Regions from separate parts of the Sus scrofa genome. Here region 2 is linked to region 1. Evidence: chromatin contacts called from public Hi-C data. All regions are on one chromosome and are shown on one strand. The core of a region is the stretch at or near the end of the contact, and the rest is flanking DNA. Distances in the headings are between cores, read along the strand shown. Region 1 overlaps DAAM1 (disheveled-associated activator of morphogenesis 1). Region 2 overlaps LOC102167425 (a long non-coding RNA gene).

What was found. A called contact is a pair of places that touch in the nucleus more often than the background predicts.
Region 2: a contact with region 1 is called in a Hi-C map of liver, with 1.5 times the contacts expected there. The contact joins two enhancer-like sites. A contact is called at or near these places in 3 of 47 Hi-C or Micro-C datasets (heart right ventricle, liver and skeletal muscle) and 1 of 2 datasets of contacts at active chromatin or transcription factors (skeletal muscle).

Annotation. Positions count from the first base shown.
Region 1 is chr1:188,429,849-188,433,813 of Sscrofa11.1, reverse strand. All of the region lies in intron 3 of DAAM1 (disheveled-associated activator of morphogenesis 1), which reads right to left. Among named protein-coding and RNA genes, the nearest start is that of DAAM1, 96 kb to the right of the region's middle. Within about 2 kb of position 1,888, at least 14 of the 83 cell types and tissues checked have an H3K27ac peak or open chromatin away from gene starts, as enhancers often do. A contact at or near this core is called in liver and skeletal muscle, where this site is marked.
Region 2 is chr1:188,541,035-188,544,999 of Sscrofa11.1, reverse strand. All of the region lies in intron 2 of LOC102167425 (a long non-coding RNA gene), which reads left to right. Among named protein-coding and RNA genes, the nearest start is that of GPR135, 40 kb to the left of the region's middle. Within about 2 kb of position 2,284, at least 26 of the 83 cell types and tissues checked have an H3K27ac peak or open chromatin away from gene starts, as enhancers often do. A contact at or near this core is called in liver and skeletal muscle, where this site is marked.

The DNA.
Region 1 (3,965 bases), core at 639-3,138:
AAAAACTTGGCCATTATTTGATCTTATCTGCTTCTTCTCCCTGGACCATCCACTTCAGGAATTCTGAATCTTGGTTTCATCATCCTCAGAATCTAGCCAACAGTCTGCCCCAGAGAAGGTAGTCAGTACATGTCAGGATGAATTATACACCAATGAGCCCTTTACCAACTGCATTGACTCACTGAGCAAAGCACCAGATCCTCAAAGCCTTGTACTCATAAGGAACAGTAATGTTTCAATCTGGCATTATATACACATATCCTTGAAATACACAGATAAGACAGGCAGTTTCAGAGCCTGAAGATATCAATTGTCCTCTAGTTACTGGGCTTCCCTCATCTACTCAGAGAAGTAGATGGGGAACGATAGCCCGATTATATTTCTGATCATTATTACTTCTGCCACCAACTGGAATCCATTATCAGGGTAAAGGCTGGAGACCAAACCAGGTGCTTCTAAAGAAGTCTAGCAGTACAGTTACTGACATTTAGTTGTCTTACTTTTACAGGCTCCCTCTCCCGAATCTTGACATCTAGCAAAGTGGGTACCTGAAAACCCAAAGCCCACTCTACTGCCTATTCAAACAACTACATTTAAGAAGGAAGAGAAGCAGACCTGCTTCTCTTCCTTCTTAAACCTTCCAGGTCGAACACACAGCCATTGCTTCTGGTCCCAGCCTACCCACTGCAGCTTTTCATCAGGAGACTGGAACAACCAGAGGATTAACGTACCCTCATCCCCTTTGTCGTCTACCAGCTTGTTTGCCTTACGGTTATGGAGAAGACCAATGGTTCCTTTCGTCTACACTTCTACTACTTTAGCATATGTTCCTTTCACTCTGTGTTCTGATCAAACCACTGCCTCCTCATGCTCTAAACACAGGAGGGCCTCAACTCTCCGGGGTCTGAAAGATACTGAGGACCATTCATTTTGTGTGTGTGGTGAAAGGAGAATTCCTTCTTGTGGAGTGGTGTGGGGATGTGACCCAGTACAGGGAGTGAATAAAAAGCATCAGGAGGGTTTTCAGCCAGTTTTCCTAAATGTCTTTGGAACATACCAAGCACCAGATCCCACAAAGCTTAACGGCTCAACTGCAGCCAGGTTAGACAAGATTCTTTAATTAAACTAGAGTCAAACATAAACTCAGCAGCAGAGTAAAAGCTTGCCTTCTCCAAAGTAGACCTCGAAAGACATCGAAATGGAATATGGAGAATCCAGAGCCATTTACTTAAGTCTTGACTTAGGGATCAGAAATGGAAGGAGGAAAAATCAGGGGCAGTTATCAAATTCTGATCTTTGCTGCTTCAAATATCTGATATTACTATAGCCAACTGCATCTAACCCTATTCACTTACTTTATCAACTCTTAGGCTCAAGGAGGGGGGACAAGTATTTCCTGGACCCTTGTAAGGACTGGTTAAGTGACACAACTAGTGCAACTGCTCCTGTGAAGAAGTCTGATTAAAGAAGATTTCTGCCTGCACTGACAGGATTGCTGTTGCCATAACACAACATGTATGCCATCTTAGCTTCTCCCCCTTACTTTTCCCAGGGTTTAAAAATCATGTTAACAATAAGCAAATACGGCACGGCCAGATGCCTTTCGTGGTCAGATGGTGCATTGTTTAAAAAGCTTCAGTTTAAAATCCAAAAGATTGTTAACAGATGCAGTTTCTGGCTGGAGACTGGGAAAAACCTCACTTAAACAAAAGAGTATGTTGTGATTGGAACTAAATAGGGAATTACCTTTAAAGATAAGAACCACAAACATTTCCTATTTGAAAATACCCCCAGCCCCACCAACAGAACCCTTTTTTGGGGCCTTTCATAAAAGTTAAAAAACGAGACGGTGGATTGCTACACACAACAACCCCATGGCTGACCAACCAGCCCAGTCACTTGTATAGAGTTGTGTGGACTTTCAACAAAGGCCGTGACATCCATCTCTTGCTCTCCCCCAGATTACTCAATTAGGCACCATTCCAATTAATTTCTTTCCCGTTCTTTTAGCCCTAGAAATATTTTTTGCAGTTTTCACTTTGGCTCTGGAAATGGGTTTTCAACCAAAGGACTCAGAGCGGTTTGAGAAATGAACACAGAGCTTGATAAGCAGAGAGCCACGGCTGGGACTCAGGGCCCTAGTGGATGGAAAAGAGCCACTTGGCCGAGAAAAGCCTGGCCCCATCTTCAGTTCCCAGTCCTGTTTGCCTCCACAATGCTGTGTACTTTTACACAGAAAGCCTGCTTTTCACCAACTCATGTGTCTGTTTCTGTTGGCCTTCATGGGCCCTTATTCTACGGCTTCACTATGTGTGAGAACATTGGTGATGCCATAGGTTCTAATCTTGAAAGATGGAAAGTCTGAAGGAGCCACAGGGGTGGAGCTTTCCCTTGGCCTGAGAAATGGATGTGGTTGGTCTTGCTGGTGACAAGCCAGATTTGAAAAGGCCACAAAAGAGATGGTCCAAGGAAAACAGTCTGTTCTTGGTGTTAAGGACGGCCACCATGGGTTTCGTTCTGAGAGAGGGAAACCTGTCCTGTAGGGGATCACCTTCTCTGGAGAGAGGCAAACTCGTGTCCTTCTCATGCCTAGGTTTTTGTATTCTCTTATTTCTTTTATGACAGTGCGCCCAACAATCAGTTTCAGATCAAAGGCACAGTAGAGCATTAAGAGTCTGAGAAGCTCACATCAAGAAAATCCTTAGTCAAGCCATTTTAAAGTAAGGCAGATCTATAAGCCTGTGGGATTCTCCAAAGAGTTAAGATGACTTTCCCACTCAGCCACCCCACTGCTAAGTAATAAAAGGAACCCACGCTATTGGAATGAAGCTCACGGGGGAACTGCTTTCCCAACGATCAGTGCAATGGGGCCAGGTGGTCACAGGAAGAACCCATCCGTCAGGAAATGGGGTTCTGAGGCCAGTGGCCACATCCAGATCCATCCACCTACAAAGCCAACCCTGCCATGCACACAGGAGACAAAGTTTGCTAGGGGATTTGATAGGCCTGGAAATTGAAAAATGAGCAGCAGCTGCGAGCCCAAGGTCATTACTATCCCCAGGGGTTCGCCTTTTCGATCTAAGGGGCAGTAGTTTCCATGATTAACTTCGAATTGCTGTCAAGGGTGTAATAAAATCTGGGAAAGAAGAAAACTTTCCCCTCAGTAATCTGCTCCCATTTTCCTGCCGTTTCCCTTCCTCCAGCGCATATTCTCAATCCCCACTTCATGTCGTTTCCTAGTTGCAAGAAAAAAATCTGCACTCGGATGAGCCAAAATAGACAATGTCCTCTGTGTACTCAGGCACTTAAGGATTTTCTTTTCTCAGTTCCAGGGGCCAGGTCTTTAGGACAGCTGCATGAAAAGTTCTCTTGTTTTCAAGACTATACAATACCATCACTTTCAGAACAGAACATTTTATTTTCATTTTAAAATTCTCTCATTTTGAAGTCTGTTTTCTAAGCCATGACCATCAGTTCAATGGAAGAGAGGTTTTCTAGTTGGTAAGATGTGCAGGAAGAGAAAAGGAAGAGGGCAGATTCTTTTGCAAACACATCTCACTAGTTACCTCTGCATTAAGCACCCTTAAGGCTCCAACTTGATCTGATGCGACAGTAGCTCAAAAATCATCCTGATATGCCTCTCAGCAAAGGCCCCTGGAACCAAACCCCTCAACTACAACGGCTCAGGTAGAAAATTAAATGTGCTTTATTTAGACTGTTTGAGAGTTAGGTATAACACTCATGACAACTCAGTGGTTCACTCATCATTGCTTTGCTTCAAAGTGTCAGATGCCAGTGTTACAAAGGTGAATAGGACATGGTGCTTCCTCATCAAAGGCATAAAGCCTGGCAGGAAAGGGGCGTGCCAATTACATAAGGCAGCTGGGGAGGCAGAGGCAGAGGTGCCACGATGCAGCCATGGGGGCAAATGGAGACCCAGTTCCCTAAGGAAAGGTCTCCCTGGC
Region 2 (3,965 bases), core at 1,035-3,534, 110 kb before region 1:
AATAATAGTAATGTTTAGCATCTTTTCATGTACTTTTTGGCCATCTGTATTCTTTGGAGAAATGTATATTTAGATCTTCTGCCTATTTTTTGATTGAGTTGTTTGGTTTTTTGATATTGAGCTGCATGAGCTGTTTGTATATTTTGGAGATTAATCCCTTGTTGGTTACTTCATTTGTGAATATTTTTTTTCATTCTTTCGTTTGTCTTTTCTATTTGTTTGTGTTTCCAAGATAGATCATTTAATCCACATAGTCTATGACGATATTATTTTGCCCTTATGACAGTGGAAGAGATTGAGCTTTGGAGAATTCAGATAACTTGTCCAAAGTATTATGGTTAGCAAGCAGCACTGGGAAAATTTAAATCTGATCTCTCCAAATAGACACTATGCTTTCTTGCTTATCTGCCTTTACTCATGTGTTTTCTTTCATGTGCAATTCAGTGATGTCTTCTCTCCATACATTTATATATCAAAATCTTATCCTCCAAGATGGATATCAAATGCTACTTCTTCCTTGGAGTCTCTCCTGACATTCCCAACTAGTAGTGTTTTGTCCTTCATCTAAATGGCCACTCACTGGTACATGCCTGGCATTCGTGAGTGGCGAGCTTAACCAGTCTTCTCCTCATCACTGGCCTGAGGGTTTCATGGGGACAGTGGCCATTTTAGTCACACTTTGAACACACAGCCTGGTGTATTTCAGAGGCTTGCTGTTGAAACGAATTGTCCTATAAATGAACAGGAAAGATGCAAACTAGTGTTTGCAAAATAATGGCAAGAAGTCCCCACATTCCAGTCCCTGTGCCTTGTTTAGGATCACAGTGCTCTGTCTAGCAACTAAGCAATTAAAAATGACACAAAGGAAGAAAGGACATCTTACTGAAAGGTTGGCTTTTGACGTTACTTGGTTTGTACTTCTGAAAAACATAGATGCTTTCGTAGATAATTAGTGGAAACAGTTGTTGACCAGCTGACTCTTCTCTAAGTCAGAGGTGACTTATTACCCAGTTCATGTTTTGGCCAGAGAATTACGTAGTGATATGGGCCACACAATGGACTCTCTTCTATGTATGTGGTTGTAATATTAACTAATATTAAGTAACCCTCTGTTTATCAGTTACGAAATCTGAGGGTGTTCAACATTGAAAAGCAGTCAAAATGATAAGACCTAGCCATTCCACTCCATAGCAAATATGTGAAAATGCACATGCACACACAGAAACTTGTGCAGCATTATTCATAATTTGCCCCTTAAGGTGGAAACAATCCAATGCCTATCAATTGATGAAGGGATAAACAAAATATAGCAGTATCTATACAATTAAGTATTATTCAGGAATAAAAAGGAATAAAATTCTGATATACACTATAACATGGATGAACTCTGAAAACTTGTAAGTGAAAGAAGCCAGTCACAAAAGACCATATGATGTGTAATTGCATTTATATGAAATGTCCAGAATAGGAAAATCCATAGACACAGAGTTGCATAGTGGTTGCCTAGCACTGGAAGGGAGAGGAATGGGGGAGTTAGGGAGTGATTGCTAAAGGGTGTAGGGATTCTTTTTGGAGGAATTAAAATATTCTAAAATTGATGGTGGTTATGGTTGCACAGTTTTGTGAATATACTTAAGCCGTTGAATTGTACACTGCAAATGATTGAATTATATCTCAACAAATCTGTTATTTTAAAAGGCTGCCAAAATGATTTCAAGGATTATCATGGGATGACCACACATGCTAGTCAACCATTTAAAACTCTGTAATAAAAAAAAGAAATTCAACATTTCAATAGGCACCTATCAAACTTCTGTAAACAGATTATAAGGAAGTAGAAGAGATGAAAGGGAAAAAAGTGTTTGGTTCTTTGTGCCGTGCTCTGGGACATTTTACTTGGAGCAAGGATTATGCTTTTGTTTCTATCAGTCAGGAAATACTTTTTCAAAAATGCTTTTTCATCTTCTATATCTCGAAAAGGCAAAAATGAATATTTTATCATTTGGATCCTGGGGAACTTTTATTTTTAGCTTTAGGAATAATTTTAAAAGGCAAGTAACACAAATGAGCATTTTTATCCAGATAGATATACTTGTTTTAACACAAACAGTTTTAAACTTATCTAAGAGTGTTTAGCAACTGAGCTATACATGGAAACTATTTTTTTAAAAAAAGGAAGAAAGCAAGCAGCAGTGATCTTAATGACTATTACGTACTCCCAGCCAGCTGAGACTTGACAGAACATTGGACTATGGAAACCCTCTAAGTGAAGAACATGGGAAATAGTCTATAAATAGGAAGAATATCAGTTATTCGCCAAAACACACAGATTCTGGGGTGACCACACAGACAGGAGTCGGAACGGCATCAGGATTTCTGACAAGCAGAATGAGCCTTGGACACGCAGATGGCAATAAAGATATTAAGTTCTCCTGAGCAGATGTTAGGGGCTCCCTTAGACTTCACCTCTGCCTTGGTCCTTTTCCAGCTCTGCAGAGGGGGAAAGCTGAGCCTGGGAAGAGGGGAAGGCGGCAGGGTGAGGCGGGGCTTTGGCTCCAGTGCTGGGCTCCCTGTGCTTTCAAAGCCAGCGCACGTGAAGGGAGTTGGCAGGGACCCTCTGCTTGCATCAGAGACGCCGAAAGTCTGGAGAGTCTGGAGGACCCCAGGCCATTGTCCACAGAGCAGCATGGTTCTGTCTTGTTCACCATCCAGAGGAGGGTGCCTGTGTCCACTTGAGTTTCTCCCAACAAACTTACGCTCAAGTCCCTCTGAGGTTCTCGTCATTTCCAAATGTCCTTGATCTGATCTTTCTGTGTCTGGGCACATACCATTCCCTTGAGTCAGAATTTCCCTCCTACTCATCCTTTCAAACTCACCTTCTCTGCAGAGCCTGCCCAGCTCCCTCAAGCACAACTCGTCAGCTCCACCTCTGTCCTCCCCAAGCCCCCCACCCCCAACACAGTCCTGGTTCTCCAGCCCCAGACAGTCAGAGTCTCAAGGATTACGTCTATATTTTTAATGCTTTATCACTTAGCATGTCTGGTATATAGTTAGTACTTAATAAATGTTTGTTAAATTCCACCAGATTGAGATTCTGATAGGCAGCCTGAGAAGAGGGGTGACTAAACCAGCTGCTTGGCCCAGCAAGAGCTCTGTGTGTGTGTGTGTGTGTGTGTACGTGTTATGCTAAAGGATTGTTAAACTGAATAGCCAAAACTGACTACCTCTCATGGGAGTATTCTAGGCAGCAGTTTAGTTTTCTGGGGTGGCTGTGACAAAGTGCTGCAGGCTGGGTGGCTTAAGTGACAACAGTGTACTTTGTTCCTTCTCATTCTGGAGGCTAGACTGAGTCCAAGCACTGCAGGGTTGGTTTCATCCCAGGGCCTCTCCTTGGCTTCTAGGCAGCTGTCTTCTCCTTCTGTCTTCACAGGGCCTTTCCCGGGTGAATCCTCATCCTAATCCCCTCTTCTTACCAGTCTTACTGGGTTAGGGCCCACCCCCCGGGACCTCATTTAACCTTAACTTCCTCTTTAAAGACCATGTCTCCAAATACAGTCACATTTGGAGGTATTTGGGGTGGGGACTTGCACATAAGAATTTTGAAGGGTTGTAATTCAGCCCAAAGAAGTGGGTAACCACCTACTTTGCCTGAGGTTAAAACTGGTGCCTTGGACATCAGTCCTGTAAACTCTGTATCTCCCTTGAACTTGAATTCAGATGGAGGCAGTGTTGACAGACCCTTCAAGCGCCCATTTAGAGGATAATTAGAAGTGGCAAGTGGGAAGGCTAGACGCTACCGCAGATTTTCTTTTTGCTCTTCTCCATGCTGCACAGGCTATGGGGAGCCCTAGCCTGAGGACCTTTCATGGGATGTCAGGAGGCACCTGGCCTCTGACTCTACTACAGCCTTTATTTCACAAGCTGCTTTTATGCCACAAAAGAATGTGTCATCCCAAGTCTATGCC